Regions from separate parts of the Mus musculus genome. Here region 2 is linked to region 1. The links are chromatin contacts, called in public HiChIP or PLAC-seq maps. All regions are on one chromosome and are shown on one strand. Each heading gives the region's core, a stretch centred on a gene start, on an enhancer-like site or on the middle of the called end of the contact. The rest is flanking DNA. Distances are from core to core; before and after follow the strand shown. Region 1 has its middle 23 kb from the start of Gm36894. Region 2 has its middle 11 kb from the start of Inf2.

What was found. HiChIP or PLAC-seq counts read pairs in DNA pulled down with a chosen protein or histone mark.
Region 2: an H3K27ac HiChIP or PLAC-seq map of epiblast stem cells shows a contact between it and region 1, with 5 times the contacts expected there. The contact joins two enhancer-like sites. A contact is called at or near these places in 2 of 39 promoter capture datasets (cranial neural crest and maxillary cranial neural crest) and 2 of 115 datasets of contacts at active chromatin or transcription factors (embryonic stem cells and epiblast stem cells).

The regions. Positions count from the first base shown.
Region 1 is chr12:112,192,505-112,198,881 of GRCm38.p6, forward strand. No RefSeq gene overlaps it. Among named protein-coding and RNA genes, the nearest start is that of Gm36894, 23 kb to the right of the region's middle. Within about 2 kb of position 2,792, at least 10 of the 459 cell types and tissues checked have an H3K27ac peak or open chromatin away from gene starts, as enhancers often do. A contact at or near this core is called in epiblast stem cells, where this site is marked.
Region 2 is chr12:112,575,009-112,580,802 of GRCm38.p6, forward strand. No RefSeq gene overlaps it. Among named protein-coding and RNA genes, the nearest start is that of Inf2, 11 kb to the right of the region's middle. Within about 2 kb of position 1,548, at least 143 of the 459 cell types and tissues checked have an H3K27ac peak or open chromatin away from gene starts, as enhancers often do. A contact at or near this core is called in epiblast stem cells, where this site is marked.

The DNA.
Region 1 (6,377 bases), core at 1,542-4,041:
GCTTCTTGGTATCTGTTCCTCTGTCCCTCGGACTCTCCAGACATTTAGCCTACCTCTCTTTCATGTGCTTCACCTGAGAACTATGCTAAGGCTCCCCACCTTCCTCTCCAGAGCTGACACAGCCAACCACGCTGCCTTAGTGAGGTCAGGACCCCCCAGGCTGTCCAGGCTAGAGCCAAACTGAAGGTCACCAAGTGGACACCTAGGAGCCTGAAGAGTTAGGAGAAGAATCAAGGGGAGAGAAGGATGCTTAAGGATCCCCAGGGGTTCACCTCCCTCCCTTGATGGCTGTTGAGATCTCAGGCTGTAGAGGCACGTCCAGGAAGAACCCACAATGCTCAGGGGAGAGGGAAGCAGCAGGCTGAAGGTGGGATAGGGTAGCAGGGTTTCTTCCCAGGAAACCCTCAGTCCAAAAGTCTTCTCTTTGTTTTCCATTCATAAAAATACAGTTGTTGGTATCTCTTGAGATCACACGTGACCCACATCAGTTCTGGTCATCCCTGGCCTGTGTGCTCTGAAAACTTCCAGTCTCAGAACAGCTTGTGTGTGGGGTGGTGGGGGGGGTGGTGTCACAGCTAGGCTGATGTAGGCGTGTTGTGGCTATGCACAGGTTTTATTTACTTATGAATTATGTGTGTGTTCGATCATGTATACATGTAAATGTCAAAGTGTAAAGGTCAAAGGGCAACTTGAGGGAGTTTGTTCTCTGCTCCACCATGTGGGTCCCAGGAATGGATCTCTGGTCATCAGGATCAGTGGTAAGCACCTTTGCCTGCTAAGCCACGTAGCCAGCTCTACAAGAATATCCTTTTCTTTTAAGGAGACAACTATTTGCCTAGAAGCCAACTATGCCAGGCTCTGCCAGGGTGGCTCCTGACTCAGGACACATCCATCAGGGTGGGCGGTAGGGGATCAGGTCTGGTGAAGATGAGATGGAACACTGGCTCTGGACATCATGGGATACCAAAGGGCCCTCAGGTAGAGGCAAGGCCATGTTGTCCTGGAGTGAATGCCTGTCCTGGATGGGGTTTGTCATGGGTCCTGGGTTACAGGGCCACAGCACAAGCCTCTGTTCTGTCCTGGCTGGAAAGTTATTTTTTTCTGTAAACCAGGAGAGGTATCCTTGTTTCTTGGAGGATGATGTGGACAGCTGGGCACAATGGTCCTGCATACTTGCACAAGGTGGACTCAAAAGGACAGAATTTCCTGCATCTCCAAACGTAAGCTCTTAGTGTGGCTGAGTAGTAGGTAGCACTGAGGGAGGCGTCAAAGAGTTCGATCGCAGAGATAGTATGGTGGCAGTGTGTGCTGGGGAGAGGCTGGAGTGGAGCAGGGGGATGCCGGTCACGTTTGAGAATGAAGGAGGCTGTGGGCCCTATGATACCACAGTGGTTCTGGTTTAGCAGCCAAGGTGTGAGCCTGGGGCCTGCTCAGCCGGAGATGTTTTCAGCAGTTAGAGGCAGTGCCTTGTGCGGAGACTTTGTTTTATCCTGTCTCTCCACCCATACATTTATCTACCCACCACTCCATCCATGTGCCCACCCATCTGTCTAGTCACCCATTACCCACCCACCAAACTATTTGTCTACCATTCCGTTACACATCTATCCATCCATCCATCCATCTAACCACCCATTAGCCCACCCACCCATCCATCCACCAAACTATCCGTCTATAATCCCTTTACTCATATTCCCACACATCCCACCCACATATCTATCTTTCTATCCATCCATCCCTCCATTTACCCATCCATCCATCCATCCATCCATCCATCCGTCTAGCCATTCATGTACAGTGGCAAGCAGGTATTGCAGAGGAGCCAATGAGGCACTGGCTTCTGCTGCTGCTGCCAGATGCAATGGCTAAATGTTTAGAGGTTGCACGAGGCAGTTGCCAAACATTTGCCAGTAAATAATATAGAATAGCTCATGTCTTGATCCTGCCCCATTCAAAGTCACTGAAGTCAGGGTTGACATTGCATGGCTGGTAGTTTTTGTTGAATGAATCGAATCTGTGTAGGGGGAGGGAAGTTGAACAGATCACAGGCCACACTTAAGTGATTTGCATCGGGGTAAGGCACATGGCCTCATTTGTCAGATCATGTGAATGGCGGCTACAGGGCTGGCTGTGTGGATGGAGGCCAGGTACAATTTGCAGTCTGTGTGGGTCTCATCCCTCAGGACGTGTGTGTACATTGCTTCCACAGTAGGGACATTTATATAGAGCTTTCTGTATCGTATGCCTTTTCCCAAAGAGTAGGTTGTGGACTGTTCACTGGTACTCCTGGGAAGGCTTTGGGAGTGGGTGGGACAAACCAGAAGTCGGTACATTTGGATGCTTATAGGCAGGGAAGGTGGTGGGGACAGGAGAGGGTAGGCTGTAAAGAGGTGGAGCTTACCCAGGCGAGAGAGACCAAGGGAGGGAAAGGAGGGACTGGGCAGTCGGTGCAAGTGGCTAGAGAGGGAGGCCAGAGGAGGTAGGGGCAGGGTTTGGTCTCGAGGGTACCTCAGGCGAGGGGTTCTGTTTTAGATTTTTTTCAGCCCTTTTGATACAGAGGTGAGCTCATTCCTGCAGGCTGTTCTCTCTCTGTCTTTGGCCCTTTCTGTTTGTTTCCATCCTTTGTGACAGGTGGCAGTGGCTTTTATTAGCGCCTGCCGCCTCTCACACGGTTTCCTGACCCCTGCTGACAGGCGTCCCGCTGAGAACCAGGCTTGGGTGGGACAGCAGTGTGAGGAACCTTGCTGTGCGCGTCAGTCTGCAGGACAGCTGCCGCAGCCCAGAACAGCCACTTCCCAGCTTCCTTCTGGGCTGCAGGCTGCAGAGAGAAACAAAATGTCAGAGTCCTGAGCTTGGGCTGTCCGTCAGGAGGACCACGGCAGGGGAAGGGGTAGACATCGCTGCTGAGGCGTGTTGCTGAGGATTGGACCTAAGACCACGCTCACGCTGAAGCACGCGTTCTACAGCTACGCAGTAGTCACGTGTTCATGTGATAAACATGCACTGCTGTCTTCCTTCCCCCTGAGAGGAGACCAAGGGTGCTCTCTGGCTTTCCCAGGGCCAGTGCTCAGTCTCATGCACCATCCTTGCATCTACCCAGGCATCCTTCCTCCTTCCCACTCCGTCAATAACTTGGCAACCAGTTTTCTGTACTCTACTCTGTCCATCAGCCGTCCAGCTTTTCTGCTATTGGGTAAAGGTTTCCTCTTTGGCTTTTGTCTTCTTGAAGAAAAGAATTCAGCTGAGAGACACAGTCAGAGAAGTTTCTTTAGCAAAGAAGAATTGTCTAGTGCACACCAGGGAAAGACTGAGGCAGGCAGACCAAAGGCCCAGTGGCGCCAGTACAGTGGGCTCTGGCTGGGTGTTAAGAGCCTTTTTATGAGTATTTATGAGGTGGGTAGCAGACTACATGGGCATAAGATGACCCCTTTCTCCTTCCAATTCATGGCCTATCAGATTTCCCTTTCAGAGTATTTCTTCTGAGGCTCAATGGCACAGTGTAAACAATATCATAGTGAAGACAGGGTCTTGTGAGAATTCAGACATTGCCAGTCTTTCCCAGTGAACCCATCCTACACGGTGTTACCAGCCTCACTGGTTTGACGCTCAATTGCCCACACTGGCCTTGAACACAGGGCCCTCCGGCCAGCCTCTTGAGCACATGGGCTTCCAGCTGTTGTGCTTCACCAGGCCTGAACAAGAATGGCTCTCTTGGAGTTTACATTCACAAAGTTCAGTTTCCTGATGCTGACCACACTGGACAGGGAAGGACTTCCTGGAGGTCTCAGGATACCTCTGATGCCAGGATATAGGAGGCTGGCTCAGCAAGTCACTCTCAGGGACCCTGGACACTGTTGCTCCCTAGACCTTCAGGGCCAGAGCCAGCAGCCTTCTATGTAGGCGTACGTCCACACCTGTCAGTGGGAGTGTCTCAGCAGAAGGCGCCAGGCAAGGAGTCTTCACGAGAGCAAAGCACAAAATGCCGGCACCTTCAGTGGAACCTCTGGGCTCTGGTTCTTCAGGGACACACGGTGACAAGGGAGGTGACTGGATTTTTACAAGCAGGATTGATAGGCCCAGGGTCCCATTCAGGGGGTGGCTGTGTGTGTCTCACACCTGGAACCTGCTGTTCTACTGCCCTGTTGGGATAAGGGATGCCTGAGGGTTGGTGGTACATGGCCTGTGTTGTGAGCGCTGGGAGCCTGAGATGCACAAAGGGCGGGCTACATGACTCCTGGATACAGGGACTTTGGAAAAGAGCCAAGTTTCACTTCATCTGTCTTCGTGATTTGTGAGGACCCTGTGCGAAGCCACATCCTGAATCATGTTGGGCGTGTTGAACACGCATCGCCAACAGACTCCTTCCTAAATTACCTTTTACGATCGCCAACAAATCTGTGGGCAGTGGGCATCTGTACCCAAGCCCAGGCGTTATTTGTGGCAGCAGACAAAGCATTAATTATTGATGTGCCCAGCCACCTCCTCGCCACCTCCAGTTAAAATTCATGGTCCAGACACTCTGCAAATATTGATTCTGACCCAAGTTGATGTTTTCCCTTTAACATTATTATAATGAGGGATAAAAATCAAATTGCCTCCGCTGACGCTCAATCATTCCTCTTTGCCGTTCCTCATCGATCTTCCTTTCCCCAGGTTTTACCATAAATTATTCTATTCAATTAAGTAAACTCACACATAATGGCATTTTGCAAACTGAATAATTTATTGGCTATTTGGCAAAAGCCAGGTTTGGGTAGTTTTATGTCAACTTGACACAAGCTAGAGTCATTTGGGAAGAGGAAGCCTCAAGTGAGAAGATGTCCCAATCAGATTGGCCTGTAGACAAGTCTGTGGTACATTTTCTTAAATAGCGATCGATGGCTGGGGGAGGGCCCAGCCCATTGTGAGTAGTGCCATCCCTGGGCTGGTGGTCCTGGGCGTTATATGAAAGTAGGCTGAGCAAGGCAGCGGAAGAATTCTTTTTTTTCTGGGGCAGTCCCAGGGACTAAGTAGGATTTTAGTTGTAAGAGGTGAGGCTGGAGCCAAAGCCAGCTGGTGGGCAGAGAGGGAGGAATGAGGACACTCCATTCCTCTCTGCCTGGAGATCCAGAGCCTCTCCCGAGCGACCTCCTCCTCTTCCCCCATCCTGATGCCAATCAACCCCGCCCTTGCTCTCACTGGCCACACTCACACCGTCTGCCCTCCACAGCTGCAGAGTTCCCCATGGGAGGCAGAGCCAGAGTCTCTGAAGCTCCCCTAGCCACATGGGGCCTTCATGCCTAGCACTACCAGCCTAGGGACAAAGGACTGTCTTCCCCAGCTCACCTTCGTTAAGATTTCTGTTGTTGTGATAAAACATTGGCAACATGGGAAAGGAAGGGTTAATTTCTCCTCACACTGTCAGGCCACAGTCCCATAACTGAGGAAACTCAGGGCAGGAACCTGGAGGTAGGAGATGATCCAGGGCCATGGAGGAATGCTGCTTACTGGTCACTGCCATTGGCAGGCTGACTCCGAAAGTTGGTACTCTGTCCGTACTGAGTTGTCCTTTGATGAGTATCTGTGTCTCTGTCTTCTTCTCTCATGAGAATACAGACTAGGTGATGTCTGACCTAGGGTCTTTGCTATCTCAGTCACTTCTTTAATGGACCCATCTTTTAATACACTTCCATGCTGAGGTCCTGGGGACAGGGTATCAACATGGGAAGTCTGGGAGGGATTGCCCTTAGACCAGAACACCCTTAATCATCATCTGTCCCCCTGGCTGGCACTTAGTGCTGTGGTCCAGCTGGCCTCTACTCTACAGACTCTGAGAATCACCTCCCAGCCCACCACCACCCGGCCTGTGCATCCTGCTCTCTCAGAGCCTCTGCAGAAGCGTGTGATGAACCCAGAATATCATTAGAATCACTGGACCATCTGGCTTCCTCAAGAGGCCAGTTGTTAGAACCCAGTCTAAGGCTACTTTCCCACAGTTTTTTTTTTTAAGTTTTTTTTCCTTCTAAATTTCATGTGCATTGATTGATATTTGTCTGCATGTATGTCTATGCGACGGTTTCAGATTCCCTGAAACTGGAGTTACAGACACTTGCGAATTGCCATGTGGATGCTGGGAATTGAACTCAGGTCTTCTTGAAGAGCAGACTGTGGAACCATCTCTCCAGCCCCAACAACCCCAGCTTCTATGTCTCAAGTTATACATATCCAATGCCAGAGAGATGAGCCCCAGGATGCAAAGTGCAGGTGGATAGAAGGATGTGTGCTGGTTAGTTTATGTCAACTTGACATAAAATAGAGTCATCAGAAAGGAAGGAGCCTTGACTAGGAAAGCGCCTCCATGAGATCAGACTGTAGGCAAGCCTGTAGGATATTTTCTT
Region 2 (5,794 bases), core at 298-2,797, 380 kb after region 1:
TACTAAAGCTGGAAGGTAAAGAGATGGCTCAGTGGTTAAGAATGTTAGCCGTTCTTCCAGAGGACCCAGATTTGATTCCCAGCACTGCATGGCAGCTCACAACTGTCTGTAACCTCAATCCAGGGGATCCAATGTCGACTCCTGGCCTCCATGGGCACCGGACATACATGTGGTGTACAGATACACACACAGTAAAACAATCATACACATAAAAAAAAAACTAACAATAAATTAAAAATAAATAAATAAAGCTATTCTTTTGTGTTCCTGGCTTGCTCGTCATTAGCTGAGTAGCTTTGAGCAAATGCATTTAGGGACTGGAGAGATGGCTCAGTGGTTAAGGTACCGGCTGCTCTTAATGTAGATGTAGAGTCTACATGACTGACTGGAGTCTACATGATGTAGGATCTCTGTGAGTTTGAAGTCAGCCTGATCTGCATACCAACTTCCAAGACAGTGAGACCTCGAAGAAGAGGAAGGAGGAGAAGAAGGGGAAGAAGAAGGGGAGGGGGAGGGGGAGGAGGAGGAGGAGGAGGAGGAGGAGGCCAATGAAGTACTTTACTGATAGAACTATCAGGAAGGCAGACAGCTACAATATGAGGCAACCTTTGTTAAAGGTTTCAAAGGCTCTCTGATGGCATGCTTAACTTTCAGGTTGGTGGCTGTTAATATATTCCAAAAGTTTTTCCTGGTAGTCACAAGGGTTTTAGGCAAGATATAGAGGTGGGCAATAAAAGGCTACTGAGGGAAATAAAGATAGCCCAAGATAATTTGCTTGTGGAACAGCACATTCCAGTTTTCTGCAATCCTGAAGTTCCAGCCAGTCACCCCTGTGTCAACTTCAACACCGACGTTATCTGGCAGCTTCGGTTCATAATATGAAGCCCAAGTCGGCTTCCAGCTCATGCCAGTGCCAGGACCTCAGCCTCCCATGTGCTGGGATTATACCAGCTCCACGCTCCTGGCTTAGATTGATCTTAACCACTAACTGTAAGAACGATTTTTACGCAGACAAGGCTGTGTTTATGGTTGCAGGTGTGCTAGAGGAGGAAGAGCCAGAAGAACACCTTGCCCCACTCTCAAGATTACAGTCAGAAAGACCCTGCCCTTTCCACTCTGTGGAAAGACCTGTCTGTACCCCCACAGGATGGGGCTCCAGTCTGCAGAGACAGAGGCATTGTCTGGCCCCAGGGACTTTGAGACAAGCGGACCTTTAAGGAAGGAGGATGGCTGGTGTTTCAGGGGAGGGTGACACACTGAATGTATTGAGGTCAGGAGGATCATGGAGATTCTAGACACCTTGGGCAAGAGAGAACCCCCGGGGCAGTCCCCAGAATCCCTTAGGTAGAATCCTGGGATTTCCCTGCACAGAATCAGGAGCCCTGCCTCTTGGCTTAGGTTGGGGTGAGATATAGGAGCCAGATGGGGAGCTTCAGTGGGGAAAACATCTTATCCTGCAGCTAGAGAGCTTCCTGGCTCTCCCAGATCCTCCCCTTCTCCCCCGCCCTCTGCCTTCTCTTCCTGGGGAGACAGCTGGTGGAAACTCCTCTTCCTTCATTTTCCGGAGGGAGCGTGACTCAGCCAGGCAGTTTCTCCTCAGCCCCCAGACCAGCCTGTCTCCACCCCCACGCCCTCCCCCAGCTGGCTCTCTTCCCTCGGGGCTCCCCAGAACTGGCCCCTCAACAATTCTATGCGTGAAGCCCCCTGACAGTCCCTTCCAGGACCTCAGCCTGGGAGGGAGAGGGCACCTGAGCAGCCACCTAGGGAGCCTCCAGCCCTCCTGTTGGGTTCCTTGAAGTGTGCAGTGGAGCCTCAGATGACCACCCTGCTCCAGAGCTGAGTAAAAAAGAGCAGTTAGGCAGGCAAGGCTCAGGGAGGAGGAGGAGGTTCCTGAAAGCACAAGGACACTGGAAAACACTGGGAGTGTAAAACCCCGGGAGTGTTCAGAAGCAGGAGGTGTGGCCAGTGTGGAATGCTGAGGGGAGAGGCAGACCAGGCCTTGATCCCAGCCGGGAACTGAGAACCTTCCTCACCCTTCATCCCACCCACAAAGTCCTAGAAAACAGCTGCAGAAACCGGCCTGTGGTCAAGTCCCTTCCCTAGACACAGAGCTGGAGGTGGCAGGAGCCCAGCCTCAGGTACCCAGCCCAGGTACCCAACCCAGGTACCCAGCCCAACTTTGTGAAGTCTACCTGTGGCAGGCCTGTGCCAAGGCCCTGCCCAGAGGCCCTGATAAGAGGCCTTCCGCCTGGAAGCACTTAGAAGCCCAGTTGGATCTAGGTTGCCACCCTGGTTTTGAGCTGTGGCCCCTTCTCATGCCACGTGCCCAAGGAAGTTCCCCCAACAGCTACACTTGAGGCTTGTATTCAGCTGGGCACACTCAAGTCATATCAACTTCAAAGTCTCCTCCCTGACAGCCATACCAGCCTCAGTTTCCCCATTTGTAGTCAGGAATAATAAGCTGCCCTGCTGTCCTGACTGCTGAGAGGACCTGATGTCTGTGCCACCAAAGCCCTGTTCAGTGATAAGCAGATGTGGATCTACCTTTGAGCCAGCCCAGCTACCGAGTTCACCTCTCCATGGAGAGCTGGCCACATCTGCTGGGCAGAGCCACTCCTGAGACCCAGTGCCTGCTACTGCAAGCTGAAGACCTGCTACAAGCAGGGCAGGAGGAGGGAGTCCCCACTCCTGCTCTGGACTTGAGCAGTTAGCCCATGGCTGGGTAAATGAGAATGGACTACAAAGCCAGGTGTGCTGTGTCTTCTGGGTCTGTCTTTTCAGAACCAGGCCTGACAAGGGCTGCAGGGGAGTAAGTCACTCCCAGGGACCTCAGCCATTCTGAACATGCTCCCAGGGTCATAGGCTGAGCAGAGAGAGCTGGGACCCTGAGGGAAGACAACATAGGAGATAACACTGCAACCCTTAGCTCAGTGAGCTGACCACAGTGCCTGCCCCTAGCATGCCCAGAGTTCCCTTCAAGCTTAGTGGGCCCATGCTCCCTTTATTACACCAGTTGGGAATCAGACACACACACACACACACACACACACACACACACACACACACACACACACACACATACACACATACACATGCCCGCCATTCCCCCTCCAGTTGTGCTAACACACACACACACACACACACACACACACACACACACACACACACACCCGCCATTCCCCCTCCAGTTGTGCTAAGATTCAAGCTTGCTCACACCTAGCGATCTGCTATTTCTCAGCTGCCCAGCCCTGCTTTCTGCCTGTCTGTCTGTCCGTCTTCAGCCTCTCACCAGCAGGCCATCACACAGGGCCTTTCCCCTGCTTTTGGGATGAATCCCCCTTTCCCACTGATTCAGCCCTTGGCTTGTGCCTTCCCTGAGCCACATCTGAAAGTTCCAACCACCCCAACCACTAGACTTCAGCCACGTCCTTGGCTGGGCTCCTGATCACTTCTCCTGTCTCTACTTGGTCTAGGCATCTTGCCCATTCTCCTTGCCACAGCTGGGCAGAGCCTGCAGGACTTGACACATATCTCCAGGTGGCTCCCCAGCAGCCTCTGGAGGCTAGAAGCTGACTTTCTATCATCCTGACCCACGGCCTAAGAGACCATAGCTCCCAGCATCGTAGGTACCTGCCTGGGGCCAAGTATCTTGTCAGGAACAGAGAGAAGGCCTAGACCTTTGGGCACACAAACAACAGAGCACTTCCTGCCTCTGAGAATCCCCTAGGCCAAGCTCTGGGGAAGGAGCTTTTGCAGCCCAGCACACAGTGGTGTCTCAGTGGTCAGTTGGTGCCTGCCCTCCCCAACTCCATGATCCAGTGAGCCACAAGTATGGCTGCAACAACAGGGAGGGGAGGTGGGAGATGACTCAACCCTGAGTCATCAACTTCCAGAAAAGGAGACAGCCATCCACTCACCAACACATGAAGGGCCATCAACTCAGCTGAGTTGGTGCAGTATGCACTTGTGTGTCCTGTCCCTGTCCCTGTCCCTCCCCCGCCCCTCAACTGTATGGGGCTGGACAGACCAGACGCAAGCCCAAGAAGCAAAGCAAAGGACAGTGAGGAGGGGTAACTGCATCGAAGGCTTACTCCTTGGCCTCACTGACTACAGACCACCCAGCAGGCCTCCTGCCAAGGACACTCAACAATGCTTGAGACAGGAAAGAGGAGACATGAAAAGGGAAAGGGCCCCTGGCTTAAATTCTGATCCTCACCATTTATGGTCTAGCACACAGGAATTTTGATATAATTGAGCAGTCCACCTACAACAGACCAGCCCTGTCCTTTGAGAAACATTACAGATCATTAAGGTGGCCAAGGAACTAGTCCTCGAGTCCAGCCTCCTCCTGTCCTGCTAAGCAGGGTCTCTTTCACCAAGGTTTTGTCTCTCCTGGCACCCCCTCCTCCCGTCTCAAGAAGATCTCCTTAAGGGCAGAATTCTGTGCAGAGGAAAGGACCAGAGCCTTCAGGGTGGCTCTGTAGGGAAGGCCACTTGCTGCCCAGACTGATGCCCGGAGCTCAGTCCTAAGGACCCTGATGGAAGGGGACAGCTCACTCCCACAAGTTAGCCTCTGGCCTCTGCACGTGCACTGTGGCATGTATGCTCAGAGAAGTGCATGTGCGTGCAAGCAGACACACAAACAAATGAGTGTGAAGACATTTTCTTTTCATTAAAAAAGAGGGACGGTGACGCTGGCTCAGCAGTTGGGAATGTGAGTGTTGTTCTTCCTGAGGATTGGTTAGCTCAGATCCTAGAGCTAACAATGGGGGGGGGGTGGCTCACAGTGGGCTGTAACTGTAGCTCCAGGGAGCCATGCTTCTGACTTCTGCAGGCACATGCACATCCTACCCTGCCTCCCCATATATAACCAAAATAACTAAAGTATTTTTTAAAGATAGACCAGTGCATGTATTCCCAAACATGTAAACTTAGTTGCAGATAACGAAGTTCGGAGCCCTGGATCCCAGGGGTGGTCACTGAGGCGCATGGAAGCCATCCTCTCCTTACTTCTGCATTTGGCTCTCTTTAAGTACCTCTTGTCTTTCTGCTTTGAAAAATAATTTTACTAGCTTTGTTTTGCTTTGACTCATCCTGAAATTATTTTCTGAGGCAGAGGCCAAGGAGCAGGGTGCCTCTGACTGGAGCTGCTGGCTCTGGGGGCGCAGGCTCTGCCGGCAACACTAGCTCATTTCCTGATACCAATGTTACACTGACTCGCTGGGCAAACTCCTGGAACCAGACACTGGAGGGGGCAAATGATACAAACACCCACTAGAGATGGGAAGGGAAGATGGGTGTCGTTGTCCCCACCGAAGAAAATGGAGCTTGTGAGGACGACCGAAAGGGCCGGCCTGCTCTTCACACCCTTTTCCAGCATGGACTTTGTGAGCATCGATCTGTCGGACAGATAAGTGCTAACATGCAAAGTGTGCAGAGGAAGAGCCTCTGGGAGGACTTATCCCACAGAGCTTGGCATAGCTTTCCCTAGTTCCCAGACAGCAGACCGGGCTCCGGCTCCATCACAACTGGGGGTCTGGTGCTTGTGGGAAGGGGTATACCCAAGAACGACTCACTGCGGAAGGGTTCAGTATAGCATCCAGAACCTGGCCCACCTCACCCCTGGGACCCTGGGGACTCAGCACAGAGATGTCCTGAAGCCTGGTGAGTAGCACCAGGCCAGCAACTGTCCCTTATTATCCTGACATCACAGGTAATGAATGAGAATTTGAAATCTATTTCATTTGCAAATAAGGCCAAGGTAATAAAGCATCAGTGGACAGACAGAAGTGAG